Linked DNA regions of Mus musculus: region 2 is linked to region 1. A link is a contact called in public promoter capture Hi-C data. All regions are on one chromosome and are shown on one strand. Each heading gives the region's core, a stretch centred on a gene start, on an enhancer-like site or on the middle of the called end of the contact. The rest is flanking DNA. Distances are from core to core; before and after follow the strand shown. Region 1 holds the start of Gga2 (golgi associated, gamma adaptin ear containing, ARF binding protein 2). Region 2 overlaps Rbbp6 (retinoblastoma binding protein 6, ubiquitin ligase).

What was found. Promoter capture Hi-C pulls out the DNA fragments that hold promoters and counts their contacts.
Region 2: a contact with region 1 is called in a promoter capture Hi-C map of liver, with 4 times the contacts expected there. The contact joins the enhancer-like site here to the promoter of Gga2 in region 1. A contact is called at or near these places in 4 of 39 promoter capture datasets (the 3T3-L1 cell line, liver and pre-B cells), 3 of 115 datasets of contacts at active chromatin or transcription factors (embryonic stem cells, extraembryonic endoderm stem cells and large pre-B cells) and 1 of 9 other capture datasets (embryonic stem cells).

Annotation. Positions count from the first base shown.
Region 1 is chr7:122,018,210-122,023,453 of GRCm38.p6, reverse strand. Gga2 (golgi associated, gamma adaptin ear containing, ARF binding protein 2) reads left to right here and starts at 2,256. Exons shown (of 17, transcript NM_028758.2): 1 at 2,256-2,465. The coding sequence starts at 2,366.
Region 2 is chr7:123,001,859-123,007,102 of GRCm38.p6, reverse strand. Rbbp6 (retinoblastoma binding protein 6, ubiquitin ligase) reads right to left here. Exons shown (of 18, transcript NM_011247.2): 18 at 4,531-5,244. The coding sequence ends at 4,959. Among named protein-coding and RNA genes, the nearest start is that of Rbbp6, 34 kb to the right of the region's middle. Within about 2 kb of position 2,477, at least 8 of the 459 cell types and tissues checked have an H3K27ac peak or open chromatin away from gene starts, as enhancers often do. A contact at or near this core is called in liver, where this site is marked.

The DNA of each region.
Region 1 (5,244 bases), core at 1,007-3,506:
AGCTCATTACGGGTGGTTGTGAGCCACCATGTGGTTGTTGGGATTTGAACTCAGGACCTTCTGAAGAGCAGTCAGTGCTCTTACCCCCTGAGCCATCTCACCAGCCCTTGTTTTTCTTGATATGGGGTCTCACTGATGTAGGCCTAGGTTAGCCTCAAACTCAGGATCCTCCTGTCTCATCCTTCCTAGTGCTGTGACTATAGGTAACAACTACTATGAACAGCTTCTTTGTACTTAGTACTTGTTCATAGTACTTATTTGATACAGGGTCTCACTGTACAGTCTGACTCACAATCTTGCTTCAGTCTCCTGAGTGCTCCATTTACAAGTGTGTACCGTCATGGCCATGACAGCAAATGTCTATTTAAACATAAATATTTGCAGCCCTCTCACGGGCTCCGCAGGTAAAAGTGATTGCCATATAAGCATAATGATATGACTTCCATCTTGAGAAGGCACCTAAGGGTGGGAGGAGAAAACCAATTCGATAAAACTGTTCTCTGTGCTCCATAAGCACACTGTGGCATGCGTGTGCCTGTACCGACATGCATATCACACATATGCACATACATATGCATAGTGTTTAAAAGATTAAAAGTAGGGCTGTAGAGGTTGCTCAGTGGTCAAGAGTATGTATTGCTCTTTTGGAGGACCCAGGTTCAATTCCTAGCACCCACATGGCAGCTCAGGACTGTCTACAATTCCAGTTGCAGGGAATCTGACACACTCTCTGGCCTCTTCAGGCTCCAGGCTTGCATGTGGTGCATAGATATATATGCAGGCAAAACACACATACAAATAAAAACTTAAAAAAATGTTTGTACATTTGGGATTATGATATGCCTAAAGTCCTAGAGTTACCCCTGACTGTCCCCACTATTTATGTGTCCATTCAACAGATACTTACTGGTATGCCAAGCCCCATTTGGTATGCTGGTGGTCCAGGTCTATGCAAATTAAAATCCTTCTGTGTGTGTGTGTGTGTGTGTATGTACTGGGGTGTGACATTGAGGGTGGGGAATGATAGGGACAGTGTGGAAGGATCTGGTGCTTCAGAGGGACCTCGTGCGCAGTCTTGACTGCCTTCCAGGCTAAGGCCTCCTTCAGTCTTAGCAGAGTTGTTAGTAGTAGATCATTGACAGCAATGGCAAAATTATGCTGGCCTCTAGACATGCATATTAATCCTGTCCACTGGACAGACCTCTTTCTCCACTGGCTGGAGCCAGTCTTATGCCCATTTGCATGTTTGTCTCAACAGTCCTTTATTTTTACATAGATTTTTCTCTTTGGCTTTTCTTGTGGACATATTAATACAACATCTACTTGATTCCTTCATTTAAGTTCAAGAGTTAAATAAAGGAAAATATTTCATGTTAGGCTGGCATGGTAGCTCACACCTGTAGTTCCAGCTTTTGGGAGGTTGAGGCAAAAGGATTTTACTACAGGTTTTTAGGATCTTAGCTTTTATCATTCAAAGGCCATCTTGGACTAATGAGTATGAGAAACCCTTTCTCAAAAGCAAAAACAAAAACCATAACAACAAAGCTGTACTGGTAGTACATTCTTGTAATCAAGTTTGTACCACAGTGGCAGGATGACCAAGAATTCTGGGTCCTCCTCAGCTATGCAGTGATCAAAGCCAGCTGGTTACATGAGACCTTAACTCAAAACAGTTAGAAAAAGGTATGTTTATATATAATTAATGTGTTCACTTTTTAGGGTATGAGAATCACGACCTGTTTTTTATTTCTTTTTTTTGGGGGGGGATGGGTGTTCGAGACAGGGTTTCTCTGTGTAGCCTTGACTGTCCTGGAACTCATTTTGTAGACCAGGCTGGCCTCAAACTCAGAGATCCGCCTGCCTCTGACCTGTTTTTTTGAGAAAAGTATCTTTTCATAAAAATAACTGTTTTATGAATTATGATGCAATGTGTCATCAAAAAAAAGTGTGTCAGAAACCCGAATGGAAGATACATACTCGGAGAAGACCCTAATAAAAATGCTGAAAGAATGATTCTTTATCTGAAATTCAGATTTAGCCAGGCGTCCAGTATCTTTTCTGGGAACCCTGCTTCTGAAGAAGAGGGGACAATCAATACCTAACTAGCTTGGCTTTTGACCTTTCAAGTGGTCTTGCACAAAAAAAAAAAAAAAAAAAAAAAAAAAAGACCTCGTGAGTTGGAGGTGGCCGGGAGGAGGTGCGTGGGGGCGGGACAGGGCCCAGAAATGGGCGTGTCCAATAGGGCCCGCCCCGTCACGTGCCTCTCAGTGTCTGCCGCGTCGGCAGCTGGAGCGAAGGCTAGGCGGCGGCGGTGGCTGCAGCTTTTGGGCAGGAGTGACTGCGGCCGCAGCGCTGGGCTGGGCAGATGGCAGCGACGGCAGTGGCAGCGGGGACCGGATCCCCGGCAGGGACCGAGTCGGCGGAGGGCGGCCCTGGGGCAGCGGCGGCGCTGGAGCTGTGGCTCAGTGAGTAGCATCGCGCCACACGTGATCCTGCTTCCCGCCGCCCTGGTTGTCCTCCGCGGCGGGAGGGGGCCTCTAGACTCACCCAGGGGATTCTGGGGACCTCAGACCACGCCATGGCTCAGTGGCCGGGCGGCACCACTTAACAGCTGGAGCGCGAATGCTTAGCGATCTCTTGTGCCAAGCACTGTGCAGAAAGCGTTTCAGCCATTGTTAGTCTGGTCGCAGGACCGAGAGTACCTGGGTTTACTAACCCGTGCGGGCGATGCAGCTTTTTTGCAGATCATTGAGTCTAAGAGCTTAAGTGGCTGCTACCTTTAAGAGCAAAACCAGCTTTTATGCCTCGGTGCATATTTACTCTGGCCAGACTTAATTGTTCCTTGTCTTAGCTTAACGGTGATCTCTGGGGGTGCGGTTCTAAAGGTTCTCTCTTTATCTGAGGAATTGAGGTTCAGAGAGAATAAAGAATCCACCCCTTGGGTGGGCTCCACTACGTGCTGGGTGCACTGAGATGGTAACACTGGGACATTGCTCACAAAGACATGTTCATTGGCTACTGGCTACCAGAACAGCACCTTCTCAACAGAAGCTGGAGGAGGGGCGCTTGTTGAACGTAGTTAGGGGCTGTTTTGTTTACCTGGGGCTTGTCATAGCTGGTATACAGTGTGTGGACAATGGAGGAGGCCATATTCCAGACAGGAAACTGCAAAAACTCAGGATGAGAATGTACAACATTCTGGGAGCGAGTAGGCCTGTTGGCCAGGAGTGCAAAGCTTAAAGCTCAGAGAATCCAGAAAAGAGACCTCAGACTAATTTGCTAATGAAGTAAGACGCGTGAGCGCCGCAGAAGGGACTGCATTATTTAAACATTTTTATTACATGTTGTGTATTTGGGGTGGGGCGTGCTGCTCCTGGCTCGTGGAGAACAGAGAACAACTGGGGAAGGGGTCAGGGTGTCGTTTCTCTCCTTAGGCTCTTCTGTGGGTTCCAGGGCTCGAACTCAGGCCACAAGGCTTGGTCACAGGCACCTTTATCTTCTGAGTCATTGCAGGCCTATAGCTTTCTATTTCAACATGTAGGAGAAGCTGTTGGAGACAGCTTCGCTTCTACTGAAAGCACCACATGCAGTTCCACCTGGTGAGTTGGTTGAGGGTGAGACTTCAGACTTGGAGTAGATATATAAGGTCTTTAGATAGCTGGGGTGGGGTGGGGTGGGGTGATGGTGGTTACAATAGGAATGAAGGGAGTGGGGATCAGGAGTCGAAAGGATTATCTGAACCCATCAGCAGGGTTTAATGTAAGCACACGTGCATGCACATTACTTTAATTAAAGACCTGGAGCCAGACTGTAGCAGTGCACACTAGTCCAATTCCAGCAGTTGTGAGGGAGAAGCCAGCCTGGCCTACGTAGTGAGTTTCAGGACAGCTAGAGCTACATAGTAAGATCCTGTCTGGGAAAAAACAAAACAAAACAAAACCAACCATACAGACAAAAACCAAACAACAACAACAACAAAACATTAAACAAAACCCAGAAAGGACTACCATCACCCATATAGTCTTCCTTCCCTGTACATAGATGGACTCAGGAGATGAGTGTACGAAGGATCCTTGGTTTCGGGGATCAAAAGTAATTGTGGTAGATGCTTCCCCACTCCGCCCCCACCTGTGTGGAGGAGCAGTTGTGTCATGAAGTTCGAAGTTCTTGCCAGGCAGTTAGGAAGAGCTCTGAGCATCCAGGGAGGGTAGGAGCTAGAGGGGTGGTTTTGAGAGCCAGTCTTCCGTGGGTGTGTAGAACAGAGCGTTGGAGCTGGAACAAGGAGGTATTTCCCAGGCAGATGGGACTAGAGTATCCCAAAGGTTCAGAAGTAGACAGGGAAAGCTGTTCTGGGAAGAACCACGGAGGGGGGTGTGGCCAATAGCTGCTTCAAAATGGAGACTGGAGGGAGGGGAATCTGGCCTTTGAGGAAAATGGTGGAAACAGAAGGCTTGTGAAGTGGTGGCGAACAGCAGGCTTGGATTGGGGTTGGGTGCAGAAGTGTGAGGTGGGTAGCGTAAGAGCCAGCAGCTGCTAGTGGATATTTAAGAGCCTGTCTGCAACCGAGGCTTTGCAAGGACTTGGGTTTCTCTGCAGCCCCGGCTGTCCGGAATTCACCCTAGACGAGGCTGACCTGGAACTCACAGAGATCTGCCTGCTTCTGCTTCCCTAGTGCTGGGAGCAAAAGTGTGTATCACCACCCCCCTAGAAGTAACCTTTGATTGTAGCATCCCTTGAGTTTTTCAAAGGTGGCAACTACTTTCTAAGAGGTATGTTGGAGGACAGTGGGACAGTCTGTAGGGAGGGAGTGAAAAAGGTCCTTTTCCTGTGCTTGGCTGTGAGAGGAAGGCGGGGACATCCAGTGAGGCTTTGAGAATAATGGAGAGGGCACTTGAGCCCTCTATGTAGCTCCTAAGGGGAACTCCCCTTGTTGGATTCTAAGGCCTGTGTTTAGTCACTGTGCAGGGGCTTTTAGAGCCCCAAGGAGAGGAGTCTGAATGGGAAGTTGTCGGGTCAGGGTGTGGCCTGCAGAGGGGGAGAGCTGCTTGCCTGGGTGCTTGCCTGGGGAAGGAGATAAAGGTGGTTGCACATGCAAACTAGTAGGTTCCTTTCACTGCCTAGGGCTTGAGGAAGGTGGGGAAGGAAGTTCAGGAGTGCAGGAAGAAAATCAAAACATGAAGCCCAGGTGCACAGCGGGCCAGCACAGAAGAGTAACTTTTGAAAGTCATGGTGAAATGAGACATT
Region 2 (5,244 bases), core at 1,228-3,727, 980 kb before region 1:
AAAGCAAGGTTCATGTTGGTTTCAATAGTCATTGTCTACCTTCTGTTAGTGTTTTTGTTTTATTATATTATTTTATATTATTATCTTTATGTTTTTCAAGACAGGGCTTCTCTGTGTAGTCCTGGAACTCACTTTGTAGACCAGGCTGGCCCCGAATTCAGAAATCCATCTGCCTCTGTCTCCCAAGTGCTGGGATTAAAGGCGTGTGCCAACACTGCCTGGCTTATTTTTGTTTGAAGACAGGGTTCTTCTGTGTAGTCTTGGCTCTCCTGGAACTCACTCTATAAACCAAACTGGCCTTGAACTCAAAGATCCACCTGTCTCTGCCTCCCCAGTGTTGGGACTAGAGGCCTGGCTCAGGGTCTCACCCTGTAGTCCTGGCTGGCCTTGAACTTGTGGTATTCTTACACTGCTACTAACATTCTGGGGTGACAAGCTCAAGGCACCAGGGTAGCTCCATTGAGTTTTTTTATAAAGTTAGTGTAGAAGGAAATTAACAATCATTTTTTAGAAAATCCTTAATGCCAAAAATGATGTCAAAGGCTGGTCACTGAGGAGGCTTGGGGGGAGGAGGCTTAGCCTAAAGCCCCAAGTTTGATCCCTGGCACTGCATAGACCAGTCCAGGTGGTACATGTTCATAACCAAAGACCTGGGAAGCTGTGCCAGGGAGATCAGAGGTTCAAGGTCACTCTTGGGCTATACAATGAGTCAGAGTCTCAAAAAAGATGAAATGTGGGGGCTGGAGAGATGGCTCAGTGGTTAAGAGTACTGACTGCTCTTCTGAAGGTTCTGAGTTTAAATCCCAGCAACCACATGATGGCTCCCAATCACCTGTAATGACATCGACGCCCTCTTCTGGTGTGTCTGAAGACAGCTATAGTGTACTCAAAAGATGAAATGCTTTGGTAAACTGCTTATACTGCATGACTGGAAGAATTAACTTGAAATCTTGAATAGTCCTGCTAATCCCAGTTCTCCTGTATTTAGCATCTCCTGCATCTGTGTTCCTTCACAGCAGCTCTGGGATTTTAGTGTTTATTTGTGGAGCTCAGATGACAACCCTGAATGTCAGTCATCCCCTTCCACCTCGGGTATGCCAGGGTCAGCTGCTGTTCAGCTCTGCAGATCAGAAGAGGTCTGGAGCTGCTGGGGAATTTCTTGTCTCTCCCATCTCATCACACAAGTGCTTGAGTTGTAGAGATGTGCTCCTGGGTCAGGTTTTTCTTGGCTTCTATAGGTCTGAGCTCAGGCCCTCTTAAGCTACTGGAGAGGATGTGAACATAGTCTTTGTACATTGCTGGCAGGAACTAATTTTGCACAGCCCATTATGGAAAATATGAAGGTTTCTAAAATGATTAAGTAGCTGCGACAGTACTGTGCACCTATAATTACTCACTGCTACTCAGAGGGCAGATGTGAAAGTGGGTGGGTGGTAAGAGATCTTGAGCCAAGGAGGCCAGGCAACATGGTAACTCTATCTCAAAAAATAATTAGCCAGATGTATTGAAACATACCTGTAAACCCATTTGGTGTATACATCCAAAGGGAATTAAACCAATTTGTAAAACAAAACTTCTTCTCCATTGTAATACTATTCACAAGACAAAAAAAAAAGGAAAAAAGATTCCTAAGTGTCCATCAATTGTTTGACCAATAAAGATGAAATACTACTTACTTACTATGCACAGCATGTTCAGTCATAAAAAGAATGAAACCTTGGCATTTGTAATTTGAGGGTGTTCTTAAACATCCTTTACAATTTTTTCCTTTTTTTTTTATATAAAGATTTATTTTATGAGAGTACAGTGTCACTCTCTTCAGACACACCAGAAGAGGGCATCAGATCCCATTACAGATGGCTGTGAGCCACCATGTGGTTGCTGGGAACTGAACTCAGGACCTCTTGGAAGAGCAGTCAGTGCTCTTAACCGTTAAGCCATCTATCTATCCAACCCCTACAATTTTTATTAATCTACATGGCAAAGGGTGCACGTGTGAAGGTCAGAGAACTTGTCTGAGCGGATTCCTTTCTTCCGTGTGGGTTCTACCCACAACCCTGTTCATAAGGCTATAAAGGTTGATCTGATCCCTCAGCTCACACTTGCAGGTCCAGCACTTGGGAAGCTGCTGGAGGAGTGGAGGCCAGCCTGGGCTACATATAGGGTAACTGACCACTTTGAGTTAGTGTCTGAGCAAGAAGTAACACAAACCGTTGATTTTACAGATAAGGGTGCAGTTAAGGTGTTCAGCCATTGAGGTTGTGAAGGCCAGGCAATCGGGTTGCCTATCAAGTTTTTGTTCAGTAGGAAGCTCGAAGTTGTGGTGTACTGTTGCACAAGACTATATTGACTATATTGAACATTGTGCCACAGATTTCATAAAGCTAGATTTTGAGTGTGTGTGCGTGCTCTAGGTCTCTAGGCTCAATCCTTAGTACAAAACAAAAACGAAAGCCAACATCAGACCCACAGAACAAGAGTTCAAGGTCGGTCTGGGTTATGTGGTAAGACTGGAAAAAACAAAACTCCCAAAGGGCAGGAGAGATGGCTTAATGGCTCAACAGTTAGAGTATACTGTATACTGAATTTGGTTCCCAACACTCCTTTGGGGCAAGATAACAAAACCACCTGTTAAGTCCAGTCCCAGGGGATCTGACACCTTCTTCTGGCCTGCACATGGGCACTACACTCATATGCATAACTCCACAAACATAAATGACCATTATTTTTAAAAAGGAAAGGTAAATTTATAATGGTCAGATGCAATATGGCCTTCTTGGGGACCAGTAAACAGGGTGGAGACTTCCTGTTGTCTGATTCCTCTACATAAGGTGCAAGTTGGGACCAATCAGATATTAGCATTAACAACTGAGGTTGGGGAGAGAAAAACAACAACAAAAAAACCCAAACCACATGTACCATGAAGGGCTGTGGGTGTTTTTAATGGTTATACAAATACTAACTAAAACAAAACAAAAAACTTTTATTTAGCATTTCAAGTTGTCCTCCAAATGCTACATTCATACATTAAAAAAATCTGTATCATGTATGTTTATGGGAGTGGTTACACATGTACCACAGCACCTGTGTCCTTAAAGGGCAACCCTGGGGTTGGCCATCCCCCCTTCCCTGTGTGTCTCATTTGTGGCCCCTCACTGTAGAACACTGGAGTTACAGCACACATGTAGCATATCTAGACTTACTTGGGTTCTAGGGATTGAACTCAAGTCCTCAGGCTTGTGGAGGCACTTAACTCACTGAGCATGTCTTGAGCCTTTGCATGCTTCTGTTAAACAGTATCCGACATCTAGGTAGTTTGGGGGTTAGATGGGGAAGGGGGCAGGCACAGGTTCTGTGGCCGTTGCCATAACAAATCTATAGACTACAAAAACAAACAAAACCAAAAAAACCAAAAAGTAAACTAAGTTCAACCACCACCAAAGCTGGGAAAACTGCTCTTAATTGCAAAGGCACAACACTTAGAGGTGGTTCAGTAGCCAGGAACCTGTCATAGGAGTGGAGCTGCAACTAAAGTGAAGAAGGCCAGGTGAGCTTCAAGAATGAGCCCAATAATGTGAGTAACCAGTTTCAATTGTTGGAAACAGGACCTCAAAGTAAAAGTGGGAGTATGTTGTGCGTGGGCCTAAGTGGTCAGGACAGCTTAGCCCTGACAGCAGGTGTGTGTGCTTGGCATCAGGGCAGAGCTGAGCTCTCACAGCAAAGCTGATCTGGCTCCAAGGCAGCATCTCTCGATGACTTCCACACCTCTAGCACTTATGTTACTTTGGCTCAGTGGTGACAAGTGCTTGTTGCTCTTGCATAGGACCTGAATTTGGTTCCCAACGTCCACATGAGACAGTTCACAACTACGTAGCTGTGAGTGACTGCAGCTGGTTACAGAGGGCTCCAATGCCTTCCTCTCCCTCCATGGACACACACACTTTAAAATAGAAAAAAAAAGTGTTATCACTTACAATTTTAAATGGTAAATGTTGCCCTAAACACTACATTCACATGTCTTGACTCAAAGCCAAGAACCAGCAATTGTATGGAGTACCACACACTGAGACTCCAAGCACAGAACCTTAGGACAGCAGGCTAGCAATTTAGCCATGGACTGTGACAGGCCCAATTCATGCCACATTCTGTAAAACCACTTAACCTGTCCCCAAATCCTTTCCGAGTGCCTTCACTGAGTTCCAGACAGACAGAGTGAAGGAATACCCTCTACCCTCAGGCTCACACTATTACTTACTTTTGTCAGTGGGGCAGAGAATGGGCACAACCACAACACTTAAGTGGATTGTTTCATCAAGGAATTTAATATTGACCTAACAGAATTCTAAGAAAACCACATGGCTAGATGGTTAAGCATCCTGCCCTCCTTTTTAGAAACCTAACTTCTAATTACTAGAAACAAAGATCTTCCACTAGGCCTCTCTGAAGTACATTTTCAATGTTTAGAATTTTGTCTATTCAGCTTGAAGGATCTTGGAAAGAGAAGAAATGAGACACTGTCTTTAAATAATATACATTTGCAACAAGTGAAAAGTTTACTGAAAACTTTTATTGTAATCAAAAAGTGACATAACGGGGCTGTAATGAGTTCAGCAATCATTCTGCTGATATTTTTGAACTGATATCAGCATTTGCCAGGCAATTAAAAAAATTCAAATGTGAAAATTTCACAGTACAGTAAACTCCACCCCAACTAATTAATGGTGGTTAAAAATAATAGGCCCTAGCAAAACCTCTCATGTTCCATGGTCACAACTCACAATTCTGTACAAAAGTTCGTTATAAAGCTCTGATGTAAAAATGAAATAATCAAGCAGCAAATACTTTTAAGTGCAGCACAGGGTCTTCCATTCATTATTTACAAGGCTGGAATCTCTTTACATTATAACAGAATTTAATACAGATGACTTAGTAATTAAGTCAATTAACACATCCGTCCTTCACACAGTGACAGATCTCACTTTTTGGTCATCTTTCTCCTTCTCCTTGTCTTTGTTCTTCTTGGCCTTCTTCTTCTTGTGTTTGTGTTTCTGGCTCTTCTCCACGTCGCCGTCGGCGCCTGCGTGCTTCTTGTGCTTCTTGTGCTTTTTATGCTTCTTGTGCTTTTTCTTCTCCTTCTTCTTCTTCTTCTTTTTGCTGTCCTGGCTTCCGGCTGAGCTGGCACTGCTGCTGTGGCTTCGGGTCTGGCTCCCGGAAGGGCTATGACTTCTACTTGGACTAACACTG